Linked DNA regions of Hordeum vulgare: region 2 is linked to region 1. A link is a contact called in public HiChIP or PLAC-seq data. All regions are on one chromosome and are shown on one strand. Each heading gives the region's core, a stretch centred on a gene start, on an enhancer-like site or on the middle of the called end of the contact. The rest is flanking DNA. Distances are from core to core; before and after follow the strand shown. Region 1 holds the start of LOC123451784 (filament-like plant protein 2). Region 2 holds the start of LOC123395270 (V-type proton ATPase 16 kDa proteolipid subunit-like).

What was found. HiChIP or PLAC-seq counts read pairs in DNA pulled down with a chosen protein or histone mark.
Region 2: an H3K4me3 HiChIP or PLAC-seq map of embryo shows a contact between it and region 1, with 8 times the contacts expected there. The contact joins the promoter of LOC123395270 here to the promoter of LOC123451784 in region 1. A contact is called at or near these places in 2 of 6 Hi-C or Micro-C datasets (leaf and seedling) and 1 of 1 datasets of contacts at active chromatin or transcription factors (embryo).

The regions. Positions count from the first base shown.
Region 1 is chr5H:232,152,180-232,159,054 of MorexV3_pseudomolecules_assembly, reverse strand. It overlaps LOC123451784 (filament-like plant protein 2), which reads right to left and starts at 4,931. Exons shown (of 5, transcript XM_045128321.1): 1 at 4,588-4,931; 2 at 3,049-3,302. The coding sequence starts at 3,165.
Region 2 is chr5H:232,714,425-232,721,483 of MorexV3_pseudomolecules_assembly, reverse strand. LOC123395270 (V-type proton ATPase 16 kDa proteolipid subunit-like) reads right to left here and starts at 4,784. Exons shown (of 3, transcript XM_045090234.1): 1 at 4,577-4,784; 2 at 4,046-4,331; 3 at 2,644-3,064. The coding sequence starts at 4,655. The coding sequence ends at 2,932. It overlaps LOC123396539 (protein MAO HUZI 4, chloroplastic-like), which reads left to right and starts at 5,247. Exons shown (of 7, transcript XM_045091451.1): 1 at 5,247-5,254; 2 at 5,598-5,760; 3 at 5,827-5,920; 4 at 6,049-6,149; 5 at 6,245-6,373; 6 at 6,512-6,600; 7 at 6,694-6,924. The coding sequence starts at 5,247. The coding sequence ends at 6,832.

The sequences.
Region 1 (6,875 bases), core at 3,682-6,181:
TCCAGGCCATGCCATGCGCGGCTAGTGTCCGTCCGTGAGAGCCATAGCCATCGGAGCCGAAGGGCAAGCCCCGTGCGCTCTAGGTCTCGGACACCCAGGCCGCCGTACTCCAGCGGCCGGCATACCCGTCGCCAGTTCACGTGGCAGTGGCCACCGTGGGCCGCCTCGCGCCCGGCCCAGAGAAACCCACGCTGAATTTTCTCAAGCTGCTTCAGAGTTTTCTTCGGGGGCGCTAGGGCGAGCATCTAGTGGACGGGGATGGCGCTGAGCACAGACTTGACGAGCGCCAGCCGCCCGGCCTTGTTCATGAGCCATGCCTTCCATGATGGGAGGCGGCCGGCCACCTTGTCGACTAGGGGCTGCATCTGAGCCGCGGTGGGGCGGCGCGTGGAGAGGGGGATACCTAGATACGTGATGGGCAGAGCCGCCGTCTGGCAGCCCAGAATCGCCAGTGATTCGGCGGTCGACTCATCTCCATGAAGTGCGGTGGCGGAGCTCTTGCCGTAGTTCACGTGCAGGCCGGAGGCGGAGCCGAAGATCCCTAAGATGCCCTTCACAGCGAGGACCTCGTCGGTCGAGGCGTGACAGAACAGCATCACATCATCGGCGTAAAGCGAGATAGCCGGGATGTTGCGTCGGGGGTGGAGTCTCCGGAGGATGCCGGCCTGGAGCGCCCGTTGCATGAGGCGGCTGAGCGTGTCGACGGCCAGCACGAAGAGCTGCGGGGATGTCGAGTCACCCTGTCTCAACCCGCGGCGGTGCCAGATCGGGGGTCCCGGCACGCCATTGAGCAAGACGCGGGTGCTAGCCGAGGAGAGGAGGATGGCCAGCCACTCCCAGAACCTCGCTCCCAAGCCATATTGGCGCAGGGCCTCGAAGAGGAAGGGCCAAGATATGGAGTCGAAGGCCCGGGTGAGGTCGAGCTTGAGCATGATCCTCGGCGCGCCCTGGTGCAGTAGCTTGAGGGATTGCCGGACTAGGACGAAGTTGTCGTGGAGTGTACGTCCGGCGATGAAAGCATTCTGATAGCGGCTCACTAGGCCGTCGAGCATCGGTGCCAAGCGCAGGGAAAGGACCTTCGCGAAGAGCTTAGCCACAATATGTATCAGGCAGATCGGACGGTAGTCGCCGAGCTTGTGAGCATCGGAGCGCTTTGGCAGCAAGGTGAGCAGTGCTTGGTTGAGCCTGTGGAATCCACGCCCTGTCAGCGCATAGAGCTGCGCAAAGACCTCAAGCACGTCCTGCTTAATGGTGCTCCAGCACGCTCGCAGGAACTCCGCGGTAAAGCCGTCCGGCCCCGGTGCCTTATGCGCCGGCATGCGCCGCACAGCCTCCCATATCTCGTCGGGGCTGAACGGCGCCTCTAGGCCTGACAGATCAGCTGGCTGGATGAGGTGCTCAAAGTCCAGCGTGTGGGCACGGTCGGCCGCTGTGCCCAGCAGCCCGTTGAAGTGGGCAAAGGCCGCCTGGGCCATCTCGTCGTGGTCGCTAATCGTCTGCCCATCAACAAGCAAGTTGTACACTCTGTTTTTCTGCCTCCGATAAGTGCATTGCCTGTGGAAGAAGCTCGTGTTCGCGTCGCCGTCCGAGAGGGAGGGAATGCGAGCACGCTGTCGGGACATTTTAAACATTGACACGCTCTTCAATATGCATGTTCCACCATTAGTTTTTGTAGGAGCATGCTAACAGAAAATCATGAATATATTTTTAGGAAAAATCAAACGGTACTCCCTCCATCACGGTTTAGAAGGCACGCTTGGAAAATCTCGGGGACTAAGGTAGTCATCGATTGGTTGTGAGATGTAGCAGGTGTAAATGCTAATGCGCCTAATCAACTGAGAAAATACTAGTACTAATGTGTGAGCAGCAAATTGGGAGGACGCATGCATGAGTAGTACTAGTACTAATTAATAGGAGTAATTGCTTTCGCGCCTTAAACCTTGTCTATTTTGAAAACGCACGCAAGTTCAACTGTGCCTTCTAAACCGTGACGGAGGGAGTAATATTTTCACCTTACCAATCCAAATATATTTGTATCTACTAGTAGTAGTCAGAGTTAGAATAGTTTGACTGCACGAATTTTAGGAAGTCAATTATTCACCAAAGGCGGGAGAAAACATGCACATGGACTACTGCAGAACGTAATACCTTTGAAAAAACAGAAGTGAAGTATAAATTTCAAAAGCAGTACCTAGTACCAAGTTTTAGTAACTTAATGAGCATCAACAGAACTCAAGTTTGTTTGAATTAATGAACTAGATGATAAAATCTAGAGAAGACCTGATCTATGTACTTCAAAATCGTATGCATACTGTATTCACATCATCAATCAAGTCTTTCTGGTAGTTACCAGAGCCATTTTCTTTAACCATCTATCTGAAACCATATTTCTAGAAAACAAACGTCCTATGTTCTTCAGGCTTTCTATTGCATTTGTTTGCCAATAATTCAGAGTAGCCTATGGCCTGTATTTGCTGAGAGGTCTGAAAACTAGGGAAGTATCACCTAAACGTTTACGTTCCTTTGCAAGGTACTGCTGATATTGAACTATTGGGAACTACACTTGTCTCATCGAAAATCAAGAACATACTTTACCAGTATTGGTGAACATTCAGAAATTGCTACAATGCTCTTATGGCTAGACATAGAGCCTTGATTGGAAGTACCATAGTTGGAGCTCAACAAGTAAATCTTACAAAACTGGAACTAATCTTACACTTGATAGGTTGAAAGCTGTTGGCCTTTCTCTATCACAAGATTTCCCACAGATGGGCAATGACAATGTACCGCTCAACAAACATTAGCATCTTAACACCTGTCCTACTTAAATCAGATCAAACTATGAGTTTGTATGCTTTATCAATCTGTCCAAGGCAGCAAGCTTATAAATTCTTTATTTACAACGTAAAGTTTAGAACTTCTTTCCTAGTAGAATTCATTGCCCAAACCTCGGAAAAGAGCCACATTAAACAAAACCGAAGAATGTGCTACATCCTGCTGAGGTAAAAAAGATTTCTAGGATACAAAATGAAGGCATGTGGATAGAACCTGATCGCCGGAGCAGCACTGAGAATGCGATGACAGGGGCACAGAGCTGTCGCTTGCCCCAAGACTATTATCCGAAGACTTGCGCCTCCAGAGCCAACCCGTGCGGTCCATAACCATCAACTATCCGAAAGATGAAAAAGGTGGTTCTCCTTTCTCAGCTACCACCAGCATATGCATGTTTGATCAGTCAACATTGGCACATGAAGTGACGCAGAGAGATCTCCTCATGCAGTGCTGAGCGGAAGATGACTAATCTGTATCAAACAGCAGACAGTAGAAAATAATTAGTACTCCGTATCAGTTATCACTCGTTAATGATACCGACAGACATGTAGAAAAAGATGCAACTCCCAGTTGATGACACCAACCAGGAACTGTAGTCACGATTGACACGAACTAACTTTGCAACGACTGAAACCAAGCAGGAACTAGGCTGGATTCAGAAAAAGACCCAGCAACCCGTGAAATTTGTTTTTTGACAAAGCTCAAGAGTCAAAAGACCAATATTGACCAACACAAAGTACCAACTATGGCCTATCCAGAAATTCCAACTAAAAAGAGAGTGCTTCTGCCTTAACATCAGGAAAAGGTGCGAGCAAAATAGTAGCAAAAGAGTTGCAATGCGTCACTCCAAAAGTTGTAGCCACCGACTGCTCTCAAGTCTCAACTCCCCAAATAGAATAGAAATACACCAGGAATAAGTATGGTTTTTTTTTCTCCGGGTAACCCAAGGGAATAAAAATCCTTGGGGAAAGAACAAGAGGCACAATCCCTGAATCCCCAATTCCTCCTCGCCAATCACTTAAACCTAAACCTAAGCCCCGAGCAAATATGCTGAAAACCCCAAATCGAGGCCTAACTGGAAGAGAAACCGGCAAAAACCAGCCCCGGGGAAGCGGGGAAAGAAGAAAGAGCAGCAGAGCGGCTAGAGAGATTTCATGGCGGAAACCAAGAACGACGAGTGGCGGCCCAGAGAATAAGGGAGCAAGAGGGAATGGGCTGCGTTAATACTACTGTACCAGTAGTATTTAACCATTACACGGAGGAATACCGCCGCACCGACTGCAAGAACTCCGTGAACACAGCACTCTCTCTCTCTCTCTCTCTCTCTCCCTCCCTCCCTCCCTAGGATACTGGATGGGTGTGCCGTGTGCTAGGAACGGAATGCGAGAAGCATCAGCTCACGCAGTCGCACATACGGACGCAGATCGGAACGAGAGAAGACGAGCCGAAAAGCGGAGTGGGGAAAAAAGGAGCGGGAGGGGAGGTGGCCATGGGCGTCGGCACTGCTGCAACAGCTTGGCCACCACCACCACCAGCACCGCCTCCTGCAGCTTTGGCCATGTGAGATGTCATGGTCCTATACTATAGTACGAGTACTTTCCAGTTCCCAAGTGAAGGAGGAGGAGTGAAACCCCAAGTGATGTGCATTGCATCGGGGCAAGAAATAAATGCTCGCAGCCGCGGCAAGAATCCAAAGCGGCTCTTTCCCGCAACTAAAATAAATGCAGCGAGCGGGAATCCGAGGCGCGCACTCACCCGCACCGCATCAATGGTGGTCGCCGCCGGCCGGCCGGCGTTGCCTCGCTCCCTTTCCTCCTTCCTCCCCGCCCGGGCAGCTCGAATCGCCGACGCTCGGGGGTCCTCTCTCTGTCTGTCGTAGTATTAGTATACTAATACTAGGACTACTGCCTTGTAGCGTTCGTCGGTGCTTTTGTTGATGCAACCACTGGATGGGTGGTGGTGGTGGTGGTGGTGGTTAGTGTTCCTTGCCGTTGGGGGCGGAGTGGGAGTGCGAGATTGCAGCAGAGGATTAGGGTTCTTGCCGTAGCTCAGCTTTAGTTTAGTTTAGCGTGATTCGGTTTGGATTCTCCCGGGCGATGTGGGGGTTGTCGTACCCCGCGCCTCACGACGCGCGGTTTGTGTCTTGCCCCCGCCTTTTCCTCGGCTCGCCCCGCGCGTCCTTGCCTCGTGTGCCGCCTGCCGCGTGGGGGTCCAGCGGTCTCGCCCGACCGACCCGGAGGCCACGGGCCCCGCCAGCCACACGCTATGGGATACTCTGCCGCTCGTACGGCGGTGCAGGCGCAACCCCGGATGGGTAAGGGCATCTCCAACCAGCAAACGTCCGCCGGTATTCGTTTTGTTAATAACGAATACAAAAATCGACCCAACGCGTTGATTCAAATGGACTCGTGTCTTTTTTTATTCGTTTGTGATTCATTTTGGGTTTAAATTATGGTAGCATTTACGTCTTCGTGGATACGTTCATCCCGTGCCCTTTTCTTACCCTCGTCCGTGAGTCAGTGACACGTACGTCAGTTGCCTCTTCCTCCTTCGCCTCCAAAACACCCGACCGCCCCTGCCCGCCTCCCGCCTTCCACCCCCGTCGCCCGTTTTCGTCGTCAGTGCCAGCCATCCGCACCGCGGACTCCTTCCAGCAGCCTTGTCTCCTGCAGCCGCCACCAAGCTCCATCACTTTCTCTCGGTGAGAGGCTCCTCTCCGGTCGGTGTCTTCCACAACGCCCGTAAGGTGTTCGATGCTTTCTCCAAGGTACAAATGGACTCCGATGATGAGTGTTTTTTCTACAATGTTCTTTTGGACTCGAATGATTCTTATGTGGTGATGAGGAGATGGCGGCGGGTGCGTTGGTCGTCCATGACCACGTAAGTATGGAGCGAACACAGTTTAAGGGCTCCATGTCGGGACACACGTCGGCATTGAATGCAACCGGGAGAGTGGTCATTTCCTACTCTGGAAAGACTACTTCGAGACCCCCAATCCGCTCTTCAAATATCACTTGTTCCGTCGCCGTTTTCGGATGGCTAGACATGTTTTCAATCGTATTCGAGAGGGGGTGGTTAAGTACGATAACTATTTCGAGTGCAAGATGGATGTCGTTGGAAAGGTTGGCTTCTCCTCTTATCACAAATGCACTGCTACCATTCGGATGCTTGCATATGATGTCCCCTGCGATCTCATTGATGACTATGTCCGGATGAGTGAGTCCACCTGCCTTGAGTCCATGTATAGACTCTCCAAGGTTGTCATAGCTGTGTTTGGGCCGGAGTACTTGAGAGAGCCAACTCTTGTCGATAGAGCACGGTTGTTGTCGATGGATGCCAGTAGGGGTTCCCCGGGATGCTTGGTAGCATACATTGTATGCATTGGAAGTGGAAAAATTGCCCTTCTGCTTGGCAAGGGAAGTATAAGGGTCATGTCCGATCTTGCATTGTCATACTTGAGGTCGTGGCTTCCCAAGATCTCTGGATTTGGTACGCTTTCTTCGGCATGATCGGATCTCACAATGATATCAATGTGCTCCAGCACTTTTTGGTGTTCGCTAGGATGGAAGAAAGCAATTGCCCGGAGGTCAGTGTTAAGATCAATGGCCACAAACACACCAATGGATACTATCTAGCTGACAGTATCTATCCACGATGGTCTACTCTTGTGAAAACAATCTCCAATCCTCTAGGAGAGAAGAGAAAGAGATTTGCTCAAGAGCAAGAGGGTGTTAGAAAAGATGTAGAGCATGCCTTTGGCGTTCTTCAGTCTCGATGGGGCATCGTTCGATATCCTGCTAGAACATGAGTCATGCGAAAAATGCGAGTGGTGATGACAACTTGTGTGATCATGCACAACATGATCGTAGAGGATGAACGCCCAGAACGCCTCTATGGCCAAGGGTTTGAGTTTCAGGGTGAAAATGTTGTGCCTGAGCATGGAGGAGAGGCAACGCTTGCAGAGTTCGTCGAGTTTCATCATAAAATGTGTGTTTGAAATACTCACATGCAACTGCAAAATGATTTGGTTGAGCATATGTGGA
Region 2 (7,059 bases), core at 3,535-6,034, 560 kb before region 1:
AAAAAGGAAATTAATGGCTATGTATGCACCTTTTTGTACATACATCATGCAAGTTCAATGAGTGGGGGTGCTATATTTATTGCTTCGGAAATCGAATATGTGAGAAATATTTTATTGGAAACCTTGGTTGATGAGGTTTCAGATTTAAGCCCTATAGACTGGAAAGGAGAAATTATTTTTACTAGTCTATATCACTACCTTCATAGTGGATAGTGTCATAGATAATACTTCCTCCGTCACAGTTTAGAAGGCACAGTTTCATTTACATGTATTTACAGAATAGAAAAGAATTAAGACACATGACATCTACTGCTTGGCTAGTTCGGATTACTAGTAAACTGCATGCATAGTGGGAAAGGTGGATGTATCCATGCATGAGGACTCCTTGTTCAGTGCTTGCATGAGTTACTCTGCATTATCTTTCCAAATAATTAGGCGTCGAGTGGTTATTGTGGGAGCACTTGCAAAAAAAATTAGAGTCAATCAAGATTCATCTAGATCCCAGAAAATCGTTCATGCGTGTACTCTGCATTATCTTTCCAAATAATTAGGCGTCGAGTGGTTATTGTGTGAGCACTTGCAAAAAAAATTAGAGTCAATCAAGATTCATCTAGATCCCAGAAAATCGTTCATGCGTGACTTTTAAACTGTAACGGTGAGAGTAACATAGATATCCTCATTTATTAGTTGACAGTTTGTCAAGTCATTTTGCATTGAAAAGCGCTTTCATGATAACATATTATCTTACTCTATTTACCTCTCTCTTTATTAATTACTTATCACATCATTTTTTTACTTATGTAAATCTATACTACTAGCTATGTTACTAGTCTAAGACATGATCTGGGATGTGTTTTGCTCATTTTACCGTGGAAGAGCTGCCCATTACGCGTGCATTCATCATGTCCATTCCAACATGATCAATCGGAGCACTGTATCACCTAAGATGCTGCACACCAAATATATTGTTGCAGTGAACAATTTAGCATATACTCCCTCCGTTTTCAAATATAAGTTATTTAGAGATTTCACTAAAGGACTACGTGCGGAAGTAAAGTGTGCCTATATATCCATATATAATTTTGCAGTGAACCTCTAAAAAGACTTATATTTAGTAACGGAAGAAGTAACATAGAAGGGTCGGACATGAAGATATGCATGTTTGTTTGGAGGGGAACGTAACTTTCATTAATCTGAGCCTCTAAAATTGGTTTTATTCAGTAATTACACCATGCTAGGGAGCAATTTCATTAATCTGAGCCTCTAAAATTGGTTTTATTCAGTAATTACCCCATGCCTAGGGAGCAATGCCCTAGCGTAGAATATAGAAGGGTCGAACATGAAGATATGCAAGTTTGAAGGGCTAAAGAACATAACTTTCATTAATTTGAGGCTCTAATTTGGTTTTTCCAATAATTACGCCGCGTTAAGTTGCATGTAGCTCCATCAGACTATAGTCATATAATGACAGTAATGTAGCCAGTGACATGCATATCACATAAGGCCGCGCTTGGCATTTACAGATGTAAGTTACCGAGCTGTGAAGGATTCCGTCCGAAAACTAAATGGTCGATTGAGGTCCGTATTTTCTACACAAGTGTATTTGATGGGAAAACGTGAACCCAAACATGACCTAAGTATTTTTTTTATGTAAGAAGTAATTAAAAAAAGAAACAAGATAATATAATATATTACCATCACATAGCGCCCTGCAATGAAAAATGACTATGAAATAATAAATAAAGATATTTATGTTATCACACATAAAACATTATCCATTGTGAAAGAGTAGTACAATATACAATAGATTAATACTCCCTCCGTCCAGGATTACTCATCGCATAAATTGATAAAAGTAGATGTATCTAAAACTAAAATACACCTAGATACATCCATTTCAATTAAAGTATTTTCGGATACTCACTCCATCCCAAAATTCTTGTTTTAGATACATGTTACTACCCTAAATTACTCTCTCTGTTATGATCATCTCACAAATCAAAGCGCCAAGTAGCAAAAATAGGATTACATAAATGCACACGGTTGTTAAGGCTAACAAAAAAAACCACTTACATGTTACCCCATGGGTCTCGGCCTGTCGGATCCAAGTGGACCTCAAATGCAACTAATAAATTGGAAATTTCAAAAAGAGCCAAAATGTTCCCGAAGCTTTTCTTTTCTGAATCAAACATGATCAGGTATTACATTCGTGTGAAAAGCTTTGACCCACTCCAGGGCTTGAAAAACAAATTGTGAGTATAAAAGCATGAATAGTAACTTTTATATAGTGTCAATTTTGTTTTTTCATCCAAGATTAATTCTCAAAACTTTTCACACAAGTACAACACCTGATCAAGTTTGATAAAAAAAATCAGGAATTACACCATACCATTCCGTCTAGTCGTGGGGATGGGCAACTTTGGCGGGGTATCAATAGGAAAACAAAGGATTTTTTTTCCCCAAGAGGTTTGAGTGGTTCCTAGGTAGCATAGTGTAAAAACAAGTCTATCAAAAATTCCTACAAAATTTAGTCCTATATAAATCAAACTGATCCTTTTTGAACCAAAGGGTCTCATTCTAGTTTCAAACCTGTATGCTTTCCCTTTGCGAAAAGCATAATTCGCAAGAAAGGACATTGGGGGATGAATGGACAAAACTCAATTGCATTGCAATTTCTCGCTTATTCACCAGATTACACCGTCCAGCCAGACCCAACAGGCAAATAACTCTGCATAAATAAGCATCAACCCCCACCCAGCATCCTGACGGAAAAAGAATGGTACATCAAGGGCAAACCTCCCTTGGCTACAGATGTTTTTTTCTCCACCAAACAGAAGAACGAAAACTAGACATGATAACCTCTAGAGCTCAGTTTGCTGTCTGAATAATATAAAACAAGAGGGCACACAGGGCCGCGTGTGTAGAACATGCCTAATCGGCACGAGACTGGCCAGCTCGGGATGACAGGATGATACCGACAATGAGACCGTAGAGAGCGAGCGCCTCTGCAAAGATGAGGATGAGGATCATGCCAACAAACAGCTTGGGCTGCTGAGCATTCGCCCTGCAGACAATGATGTTTGATCAGCACAGGGTACAATTTAGGCAAGATTCAATTGATCCTCCGATGTAAGGCAGTCATGCCAAATGAACAGTAGAAGGAAAAAAGAATTAAATTACATAATCTTGTGCGCAGCAATTATCAGGTCTTACCCAGGAAGCAACAAACCAATAGAAAGCAAAGAGCCAGCTAATAACATAGACAAATACTAAAGCCTTAACAAGGAATTAGCATCTGCTTAGCTAGTTCCAAGTTTGGGAGTTTCATCTAAGATAGCAGTACGCATACATATTGCCAAAACTTAACAGAGAGAATCATACTAACTAAACATATAGGACATCACACTAACTAGTAAACTACAAAGACCAGAACAAATGCAAAGTATACAGTTCAAAGAGCAGTATATATCAAAGCAGATCTACCACAAATAGACCAACTTACACAAAATTCATGGTGAAAGAAGTAATTTGACATAACAAAGGCTCATCATCTATAGTACGTATGTGTGGGAAGAAATAGTCAGTGATTTTTCTATAACTCAAGATTGTTTCCAAAGATAATCGGTACAACAAGCATATCATGCATATGTTCATCCTCAGGTTTCTTATAAATGAATCGTTAGTCTGGGTCATAAACAACATAAGTGGATTTATGTAGAGAAAGATCCGTGCTGTAACTGAAATTTACTTCAGTTATTAAGGCTATATTGGAGTATATTGAGACAACCAAATAAATGAAACTTGAACAGGGAGTCTACGGAGATGCAAATCTCAAACAGAATCAGGTCTATGGAATTGGGTCAGAACCATCCACCTAAATGCATCCCTTCAAATGCAACACATGCGCCTGCTAGATACAACTATGTAGACACAGGCGTGAGGCATGTGCATTAACAATGCAAATTAACTACGTAGTATCAACTAACCAACATACCAGCAAAATCAGTGCGCACAACACAATAAGAGATGATAAATTGTGCTTTACCTGACTCCAGCATCACCAACAATGCCAATGGCCATGCCAGCAGCAAGGCCAGCAAGGCCACAGGCGAGCCCGGACGAGAGGTGGGCATAGCCATCGAAGAGATAGTAGGGCTTGGCCTTGGGGTTGATCCCGGTACTGATGATGACGGCGATGATAAGCCCGTAGATACCGAGCACTCCAGCCATGACAACGGGCACGATGGACTTCATGACGAGCTCCGGGCGCATGACTCCCATGGACGCCACGCCGACGCCGCTCTTGGCCGTCCCGTAGGCCGCCCCCATGCCTGCAAGCCAGGGACACAGAGAGATCTCTCGTCAACGATCGCAGGGACTAAACTAACCCAGAACCAAAGCGCGCGATACGTCTCGTCTGCTAAACAAATCGAATCTACGGAATCGAACGACCGGCGCGCTAGAAGGGACAACGCTGGGCCGATCCGGGCGGATCAGAGCTCCAACCTTGTTCCCCCAACTACTATGTAAGCTACACAAAGGCTGGCAAGTTTACGAGCGATGGGAGAGGGCGTACATGAGAAGACGAGCGCCGCGGCGGCGCCGAGAAAGCCGAAGAAGGGGGCGGTCTCATCGCCGCTGAACACCGACGACATCTTCCTCCTGCTGCTGCTGCTGCGATCGGCGGTCTGCTCGCTCGTCCACCCAAGGGAGAGCTCGAGCTTTCCTTTTGTCGCTTTGGGATTTGGTCTGGGCTTCCACGATCTGATCTGAGGAGGGCGTTGGAGTTGGAGATTAGGGGGAAGAAGAAGACGGGGGTGGGGGTGGGGCGGAATGCTTTTTGCTGGACGGTTTTGCCCCTCTGGATGTAGGAGCCGTGGACCCGTGGTTGCCCGGTCAGGAGGGGCACCGATGCCCTTGTCTGCCTCTGGGTGCAGATTGTAGAATTGGTGTCTCACTGCTCGTGGGCCACGTGGAACGAGCCTTGCGTGGTTGATGTCGTCCCAGCCTTTCGCGTACCGATGGGTCGTGCTCTACTCATCTACTACTGGTCGTCTCTCGAAGATGACAGGCAGGGTGAAGTTTGTGAATCGTGGGTCATTCATCGGCGTCAAGATTCGTAAATTAGTTTGTGAATATACATTGTGTTGTTACGTTTGTTATCTTCTATACCTACTAATAAAGCAAATAGTGTTTCTGTCCTCCGTCATAATATTTACCCCCGAAATTGATAATAATTACCGCCCATGCCACGGTAAGTAAGGAAAAATTGTTCGTTTCTGTACAAAAATCGTGATGATGATCTATGAAACCTTAGAAGCGATATTCTGAAGTAAGCCCTTGGTGCCGCAGTGGCTGGAGCCTGAACATTCTATCACATAGACGCGGGTTTGAGCCCAAGTTCTTCCTTTTTTCATTTTTAATCTTTTTCCTTTCCTATCCTTATCTCTCCCTAATAACAAAGCAAATACGGTTTCTGGTCGTCCGTAGTGGCATTTTTGCAAAACGGTCCCTTCGTTTTCAGTTAATCAACCCGCAGTCCTTTCTTAAGTGAGGAAAACTTTCATTTTTATGAATAAGACCCTACGTTTTCCGAGGCGTGGCGGCAGCAGACGGCGCGCTCGCCAGATCCAATCGACGGCGGCGCGCGACGCAGCTGGCGATGGGCGGCGCGACGGCTGGGTGCGGGGCTTCGGCTCGGCGTTTCTGGCCGGGGAACGGGCGGCGCGGCGAGGGGGAAAGTCGGGGGCGCTGCTGGCTGTCAGGCGGACGACGGCGCCGCGCATGGCCGCCGTCTCCTCCGGCCAGCTTCGCGCGTGCTCCTAGGGCGCGCCGCTCCCTCTCCAGGCGGAGCTCGCCGCGGCCCCTCCTCGACCGGGCGCCGCCCGGTGCAAGGCGCCTCTACTCCGGCCTCGCGCATGTACGCACCCGCGCCACACTTCTCCCCCCACTTTTCTTTCACCAAGGGTTGACAATTACAGCAGTAGCCGGTCGAGCGGGCGGTCGCGACCACCATGGTTGGATTGACTAGACTCTTGCTTTTGGCAGGGTTGTCGACGTCCCAGATCGCCAGCTCCGCCTTCACCCTGGGCACCGTCGCCGTGCTCCCCTTCTACACGCTCATGATCGCTGCCCCCAACGCCAACATCGTAAGCCCACCATTGCTTCCGCAACATTCAGTGAGTATTCACCCACTATACGCAGCGGCCGGACTCATGTCTTCTTCTTCCTGCTACTGCCGCAGACTAAGCGCACAGTGGAGAGCACCGCCCCCTACGTGGCCCTCGGCATCCTCTACGCCTACCTGCTCCACCTCTCCTGGACATCCGACACCATCCGCGCCATGTTCGCCAGCAAGTACTGGCTCTCGGAGGTCACCACCCCTCACGATCTCTGAATGTCCAATACTTGCAGCAATACTAAAATCCAGTACTAGCATTGTGCAGTGTCTGAATGTTCTTGTGCCGTGGCAAAATGTGTAACATGTTTTGTTCCTCCATCTCGCGTGTAGTTGCCTGACATTGTGAGGATGTTTGCGAGCGAGATGACCGTCGCCTCCGCCTGGATCCACCTCCTTGCCGTCGACCTCTTCGTTGCAAGGTCAGTTGGCCAAATTTTTTGTTCGCTTTCACGTGTATGTGATTGTAAGGAGCTTGATGCTCATGTTTGTGTCTTTCCTTGCTGGTGGTGCAGACAGGTGTACCATAATGGCATCAAGAACAACATTGAGACCAGGCATTCGGTTTCCCTGTGCCTGCTCTTCTGCCCCATCGGGATAGCCGCTCACGCGCTCACTAAGGTACTGGCGGGTTCGACAGGTCGATCGCACTAACGACGACCATCGATTGCGTGTTGGCAGGCTCACCTTGTTTAGATGGCTCAGATCGTGAGATTCAGATATATGAATAAAATTGATTTGATGCACCATTTGTCCCATATAGATTTCAGATTGATTATTTGGCCTGACAAACTGAATCTACTTGCCAGTGAGATTCAGATATATGAATAAAATTGATTTGATGCACCATTTGTCCCATATAGATTTCAGATTGATTATTT